2 separate regions of the Mus musculus genome follow, and region 2 is linked to region 1. Evidence: chromatin contacts called from public HiChIP or PLAC-seq data. All regions are on one chromosome and are shown on one strand. Each heading gives the region's core, a stretch centred on a gene start, on an enhancer-like site or on the middle of the called end of the contact. The rest is flanking DNA. Distances are from core to core; before and after follow the strand shown. Region 1 overlaps Shtn1 (shootin 1). Region 2 has its middle 23 kb from the start of 4930442E04Rik.

Region 1 (3,865 bases), core at 853-3,352:
GACTGCTCTGCTGCCTTGACTCAGGACCCAGGGAAGAGGGCTGAGATGTAGGTGGGAGCCAGGTTCTCAAAGCAATGGTTGAGATGCTGATGTTTCTCCGAAGAATAGAAGTTTCAAGTAGGAATGCAGTGAGATTCATTCTCTAGAACAGTCACTCTGCCTGAAGTTTGGGAAAACAAAGAATGGGGAAGGGGAGGCTAGGCAAGCAGACAGACAGGTGGGCATGGCAGATAGACAGACAGGTATGTATGGCAGGCAGGGTAGGCACGGCAGGCCGGCAGGGATGGCAGAGGAATGTCAATGCCTTAGACCAGAGAACTCAGGCCTACCTCTGGCTCCTAAGTGCTGGGATTCAAAGTGTGCGCCACCACTTTGGCTTAAGTAGCTTTCTTATATAACCCAGGACCACCTACCCAGAGAATGGTGCCAGCCACAGTGGACTGGGCCCTCCTATATGACTTAATAATCTAGACAACCCGCCACAGGCTAATCTGATCTCCGTCATCAGTTGAGACTCCCTTCTCAGGAGATGCTAGGTTGTGTCAAGTTGGCAGTTAAAGCTAAGTAGGATATCTGCTTTGATATAGCACTTCACGGTCCATGAAGGATTGCTGAAGGATTGATTGGCCTGTTCCCAGCTCCTGAGTCAGTCTGTCCTCTGAGCAAGGTGTGTAAGTGTATGTGTATGTGGCAGTCATGGTGGTGATGTCTGCACGTGTGTGGATGCAGATGTGCAGGCCTATGTATGTATAGAGGCCAGAAGAGAACATCAGGTGTCCTGCTACATCACCACCCTTACACTGTTGAGACAGCGTCTCTTATTGAAGCTGGAGCTGATCCTCCTTTCTCTGTCCAACACAGTGCTGGGGTCACAGACACCTTCAGCCATACTCAGGTCTTTTTATATGGATTCTAGGGATTTGGACTCAATTCTTCATGCCTTCTTACCTACTGAGCTATCTCTGTAACCCTGTAACTCCCCTTTGGGAGAGGTAATCCTACTGTAGTCAAGAAATTTCCTTACATTCATATTCTGTAAGTCAATTCTAGACTGATTCAAATATGATGTACCCTCTTGGAAGTTTTTAACATCATGATGATATACAGTGGCTTGGTTTTTAAGGTCTTATCAAAAAAATTAGCAAAATGGGGAAGCAAAAAGAAACTTCATTTCTTCTTGGTAATAAGCAGAGGTTTTCTTGAGTAACAATGTGGTAATTTCTTCCATGGGGGTGTCTCTGTCTCTCTTTCTCTCTCTCCTCTCTCTCTCCTCTCCTCTTTCTCTCTCTCTCTCCCTCTCTCTCTCTCTCTCTCTCTCTCTCTCTCTCTCTCTATCTCTCTGTCTCTCTCTCCCCCTCCCTCCCTCCCTCTCTCTCTCTCCTTTTAAGATCTAACTTATTTTCCAAGTGGGTCTAAAGATTTAAGCCCCAATTAATTACATATAGTATTCTGATCCAAGACTGACCTTGAAGCCCTAACTCAAAGAACCTTTGGTTTTGTTTTGTTGGGTTTTTTTTCCTTTCCGCCCGTGGCAGTTCGGTAACATTAGACTTGTTGTCCTCATTAGCCTCTTTCTCTAATCTCCAGCATCCTGCATATTTCCATTGTCCTCCTGATTACATGCTTTTGTGAGACAATTACCAACTGCGCGATTGCAGAAGGAATTACAAAACATACCACGGGTGCTCCGTAGGTGATTCATGCCGGTTTATTAGAACTGCTTAATAGTTCAGAAGTTCATATAGATTGCTTTTTTGCCATTTCAAAAACAGGTCGGTGAGAGGAAGAAAGCCTGTGCGGCTAGCTTAGCACTGCCCTTGTGTTGCGCCTGAGTAGGGAATCTGATAAGAGTGATTTCTTTTTCTTAAGACCAATTATGCCTTTATATTGGGGGGAAAAAAGGCTGAGAAATTAAAGCCTGGTTTATAATCTGTGCACAATACAGATAGTGGCACTTCTCTGAATTATCACTATGATTCTGGCAAGCAAATATAAGGAGCTACTTTAAATTCCTGCTGGTAGATGCTGTCGCAGATTTGAATGGTGTGGCCCGTAATTCTCCATCTGTCTGCCTTAATTAGTTTCTGTATGGTGTATTTAATTGGGTTGCAGTCAGTCCTTGCAGAGCGCTAATCTGTTTGTAGGCGGTGCTCCCTTCCCCATGCAGCTCTTCCTAGTCTCACTCAAAATGGCAGCCTTTCTGAAAAAGAAAACAAAACCAAGAGGGAAAAAAAAAAAAAAAAAAAAAAAAGAAGGTGTTTTAAAACTGGTCTCTGCGTTCCCAGGACTAAACCACATCCCATGCCAGGTGCTTATGCATAAGACCTGGCTTTTTGAAAAGTCTCCTTTTGAACAGGGTCAGGAAAGCATATGTATGTACAGATACTTGGACGTCAAGGGAGACGGCGAATGAGTGAGTGAATTTCTTGTTTGCCCCCTTGTAGATATTTGTGAACCATCAGAGTAAGTTTCCACCCCCAAATTCTATTTGAGGGAACATAGTTAATCAACCCAAAGCATAGGACATTTGTTTTTCTTCGTTTCTCCCCCCCCCCCCAACATTTTTCATTTGTTGTTAAGTTCTGACTTGGGTACTTGTGTTTCCTATGTTGCATTCTGTGATGTTTGATACTGATTGTCAACTCCATAAGATCTACAATCACCCAGGAGACAAACCTCTGGGTATTCCAATGAGGAAGTTCCTGGATTAGGTTAATGGAGGTGAGAAGACCCACTCTAAATGTGGGCAACTGTTGCTGGCCCTGGAGCTGGCTAGGCTGAATAAGAGGACAAGTGCCTCCCTCCCCCACAGTGATGGGTTTACTCTTGTACTGAGCTAAAGAAACTCTGCCTTCCTCAGGAGGCTTTGTTTTTTCTCTCATTGTTGCAACAATGAGAGAGAGTTACTAAAAAGTAACTAAGACGGCTGTGGAAAGATGACTCTTGGGTCTGAATCATGTTCCACATGGAGACATTTTAATTCTTAGTTTTCCAATAGCCTCTGAGGACAGAATTGTCTTTGAAGTCAGATTATACTTACCAACGTAGCAGTGATTCAGCCATTTGGTGCTACAGAGTTGAGGGTAATAGAAACTTGTAAACTCTGGTGTTCCCTTAGGGACTCAGAGATGAGGAATGGCTACCCAGGTCCACATGAAGTCTTCTCAGGAAAGAAGACCTGAGTTAGACCTGAAACAAGCACTGGTTAGTTTTGGGTATACTGTGGTCCTCTTCATCTAGAAGGCAGCCTTTGTGAGCTTAGCCATCTCTCCCCAGAAGTACAGACATCATATCTGTTTAAAGCTAGAGTTCAACACTGATCAGGCAGACTGTGAGTCTGCCATCGAGCCTAGGTCTCAGTGGGCACTTAGCTTCCGTGTGTCAGCTGGAGTGAATTCACTAGGAATAGCAAGGTCTAGAAGCACATTAATGGTGACATGTTCCAAAGTGATTCCATACTTTGGCCAAGAAATTCTTTGAGAAAAACCAAATTGATTTTGGTCAACAAGTTTCAGTTTAACTCATTTGTAATCCTCGGCTGTACAGGCAGCAAGCAAGAAAAATCAGACACTCGAGGCTAAGAAGGTAGCTCAGTCAAGAATGTTCACTCCACAGGTATAAGGAACTGCATTCAAATCCATTAAAAATTTTGTTTTCATGCCTCTAGCCCCAGAATTTGGGGACAGAAATGGCAGATTTCAAGAGCTACCTCACTGGCTTGGCCTGGTCAAAACGGCAAGCTTCGAATTCAGTGAGAGACCCTGTCTCAAGTCAGTACAGCAGAGAACAATATATGAAGACATCTGGTATCCTGTTCTGACCTCCACATGTGTACAACATACACACACACCACACACCACACATG
Region 2 (3,865 bases), core at 872-3,371, 190 kb before region 1:
GCACAGGGAAAAAAAAATCGCCATGGTCCCTTTGCTGGAAGAACTCAGCTTGGCTGTCTTTAGTGGATAAAAATAACAGACACCGTGTGGGTTTCCACCACTAACTTAGAGAAACGCCAACTGAGGTGGCAGGGTACCCCGTTTTTTATAGGCCTTTCGAGAACAGTAAGGTGACTTTAAGGATGGCGATTGAGAGGGACTTCCTCTTTTTGAGACTCCTGAAAATGCAGAGACCACTTTTGAGAGTAAAAGAGGAGGGTGGGCCACCCGCTTTCGGTGAATTTTACCAATGTACAAGCTCTTTCGGGGGAATCGGCTGGTGGAAGGCACAAGGCCACCATGGCCAACGGAGAGATTTCTCCCCAAAGGACTAGTGGAGTTTCGGTGTGACCCTGGCCCTGGAGTCGTGTTTGGGAAAATGTCTTTCCCAACTTTAACCCACAAGTCTGAGTGCAGATTGGAACCTTCAGAAGCAGAGGGCGGACAGGACGGGCCATGCACAGGGGTTTCCCTCTGGTCCCCTTCCCGCCCCCCACCCCCACCCCAGTTTCCCTGCAAGAAAGAGCACAGAAAGCTTGGGAAATATAAACCGGACATGATTCTTTTTAAACTCCTTATTCTGGTTGTTTGTCTTTGTTTTCCTCTCTTCACCTCCACTTTGCAATAAATAAAATCAAAGGGTAGCTGCCTGTCCATGTGTGAATACCATGCCGGCGACTGCTCTTTGAAGAATCCACATTTTAAAATTGTATTCCATGAGCTCGGAGGAAGAACCCACAAACTGCTGTGATGTAATTTGAAACCATCAATAGCCCCTCTTAAGGTTGTCTTTATTGTGGGAAGTCAAGGTAATGGTTTTGCCGCTGTCTAATTTCTTCCCGATGTACAGCTTAGCTTTTACAGCCTTACAATGAAAGGCGTCGATCTGAGGCCCTTTTTGTGGCCGATTAACAGTTTAAACTGGTTTCCTAACCCTGTCACAACTAGTGGTCTGATAGAAATAGTTTCTGTGGGGACATTCATAACTCTGCAAATAATATCTTTTTTTTTAATCTGCCAATTCTGACCTCCTCTGACAAAAATTAAAAGTGGAGCGGAAAAGGTTGTGTACATACATGTCTCACCTCCAAGTACAGGTTGGTACAAATGACTACTCAAGAGCTGTTAGTTCCCTGGTTCTTGTCACCCTGTTGTCACCATAATCTTCGGAGAAAGCGTTCAAGTAGCTGGCTACACAGAGCTGGACACACACAAGCCTTCTTGGATGTGAACTGTCCAGACAGGAGCATTGAATTTTATCGCAAGAGTTAGGAAAAAAAAAAAAACAACCAAACAAAAACAAAACAAAACACATTTCGTTTGACTGCTCTTGGACTTTGGAGGATGAAAGGAGGCAAAGAAGACACTAACCCAGAAAAAACACTTCCCCTCTCTACCACTGAAGGATCATCAGTGTATCAATGTGGAGAGAGGAGAGAGAGAGAGAGAGAGAGAGAGAGAGAGAGAGAGAGAGAGAGAGAGATCTCAAAATAATCAATTTGTGGTTTAAAAAAAAATGTTGGCCTGGAGATATTTTGGTGCTAAGAAGTTCCTCTGAGACAGAAGACCCTCTTTAACTCTCAAACCCACGGCTCACCCAGCGCTACCTTTGGGTAAAACTGCCTCTTTCTCCAAAGGGAGGGGCAAAGCGAAGAAATTACAAGTAGCAGTGACGGTGTTATGGGGCCCAGACTGGTACCCACCCTCGCAAGGTGCTGGGAAGGTAACCCTCGCCCCTAGGATCTGGAGAGCGCCCCCCCAGGGACCCTCCTCTGGCGCGGGAATGCGTAGGTAGTGTCTTTTTGCTCCATCTCGGGAGTTCCGGAGTTTGAGGTCCCTGTACTAGGAGAGAAAGGCTTGAAGGAGTTCTGAGGCTGGGCCAGTCGCCGAGGTAAGGTCCCTAGGCCATCAGGATTCAGGTGGAGACTCGGAGATCTTGTCAGTGCGCGGGTCACCAGCTTTTTGACTATCTCCCGAAGGTCGTCGCCCAAGAGACAAGGAAAAACCTCGCGGGCCCCTACGGGTGTGCTCCCAACTCGGCCGCTGCCTAATGCAGAGCGCAGAGCAGTACTTGGGACAGGAGCTTCCAGCCGAACACCGGGGACTCCGCGAGGCTCCGGGTGGCACTATCGCCCCCTGCCCCCAACTACTTCCTCCGTCCCCCGCAAATGCTACTACGGGAGAAATGTGCCCACCCTGACTCGCCCGGACGAGCCCCGGGCTGCGACTTCCTCTGCTCCGTCTCTAGATGAGTCTGGGTCGGCTCTTACCTTCCCTGACCGGGGACACTCGGAGCAGGGCCGGGAGGACGTGGCCGAGTTTCAGGCCCAGTCCCTCTATAAGCCCCGCGGCTCGGGTGCCTCCCGAAGCAATACCTTCCGCTCTTTTCCTCCCCCAGTTTTTCCAGCGGCACGATTCTTTTCTGGGTTATTTTCTTTCCTTCTCTTGGTGTCAACCCTGCAGCTTCCCTCTCTCGCCCCCTTCCCCCGATCCTTTCCCCTTTCACTTTGCATCCCCCCCCGCCCCCACTCTTTAGTTTAAGTCTGAGATGACCTCCAAAAACCTTTGTAAAGGCAATAAACCAAAATGCCAGACGCACCGTGTGTGTGTGTGTGTGTGTGTGTGTGTGTGTGTGTGTGTGTGTCCCCTGTGGCTTCTAGAAGGCAAATTGGCCCGGGAAGGGTTTGGACCTGCTTCCCCCAAAAAGGCCCAAGAGCTTTCAAACACCCGAAAGTCAGGAGACAATGAGTTGTTGATACCTGGGGACAACGTCCTGCCGTGAAGCCCCCAGCCCAAGCCCATTTCACAGATGCAAGACCTGAATCTGGGAGGTTACCGCCAAGTGTCAGAATCGTCCCTTTACTTATGTCGAGGATTTCAGCCTTTAGAATACAAACGGTGCCTCTTGTTTTCCCGGATTATTTGGTTTCTTGATGTGTTTTTTTTTGGGTGGGGGGGGGGCTGGTTTAAGCGTGAGGAAGAAGAAAGGAGCAAAGATAACCACGTGCCTTCCAATACAGTGAAATAGCAGCCTGGAATTACAGCTACCGAACCATCAAAAATGAAACTGTTTGTGGGCATCTGAACCCTAGCCATGTAATTGGACACATTTATCAACAACAACAACAACAAAAAAGATATTGCACAGGTGAAAGAGATTTGACAATTGCTTCCGCGTTTTTTAAATTTTTTCCCCCAAAATTGTAGAGAGAACTTTCCCTGAATACAACAGACTGAATGTTTCAGCTCTGAACATTCAGTATAGCCTTAGTCACTGCAGGCTACAGTTATCATAAATCACCCTTAAAGTGTGTATTAAAGTGACTGAAATTTTGTTCTTTTTTTTTTTTTTTTTTTTTTTTTAAGAAAAAACAGTCTCTGAAGTTGTGCACGTCCTAACCTTTACAAATAGACTTTCGGTGCTACTTGAACGTGGTTCCCTTGAACTTTTTCTTGGAGAAATTTCACATTATTTGTATGTTTCTAAGACTCCTTTTAAAAATAAAAAGAGAGGTTGGAACCACAGACATCAATTTTCCCGCTGGCTTCTTAGAAACAAATTTCTCCCTGTGTGCCTATATCTTACTCTGGTGTAGGCAGATGTGTGTGTGTGTGTGTGTGTGTGTGTGTGTGTGTGTGTGTGTATGTGTGTGTGTGGGGGGGGAGATGCTGGGGGTGCATTCCTGGAGAACTCTGCTTTAACACACATACTGAATTAACACAGGTTCAAGCATCCTTTGAGTATCTGGGTGGCAGGGATTTAGAGGGTTGAGCCCCCAGACCATATGCTGGGTACGCTAAGGAGGCTGTAAAAACTCCTGGTCAG

What was found. HiChIP or PLAC-seq counts read pairs in DNA pulled down with a chosen protein or histone mark.
Region 2: a contact with region 1 is called in an H3K4me3 HiChIP or PLAC-seq map of embryonic forebrain, with 2.6 times the contacts expected there. The contact joins two enhancer-like sites. A contact is called at or near these places in 11 of 484 Hi-C or Micro-C datasets (the HL-1 cell line, Sertoli cells, bone marrow-derived macrophages and 6 more), 7 of 115 datasets of contacts at active chromatin or transcription factors (bone marrow-derived dendritic cells, bone marrow-derived macrophages, embryonic basal ganglia and 4 more) and 1 of 9 other capture datasets (embryonic stem cells).

Annotation. Positions count from the first base shown.
Region 1 is chr19:59,004,973-59,008,837 of GRCm38.p6, reverse strand. All of the region lies in intron 12 of Shtn1 (shootin 1), which reads left to right. Among named protein-coding and RNA genes, the nearest start is that of Eno4, 63 kb to the right of the region's middle. Within about 2 kb of position 2,102, at least 20 of the 459 cell types and tissues checked have an H3K27ac peak or open chromatin away from gene starts, as enhancers often do. A contact at or near this core is called in embryonic forebrain, where this site is marked.
Region 2 is chr19:59,192,522-59,196,386 of GRCm38.p6, reverse strand. No RefSeq gene overlaps it. Among named protein-coding and RNA genes, the nearest start is that of 4930442E04Rik, 23 kb to the right of the region's middle. Within about 2 kb of position 2,121, at least 18 of the 459 cell types and tissues checked have an H3K27ac peak or open chromatin away from gene starts, as enhancers often do. A contact at or near this core is called in embryonic forebrain, where this site is marked.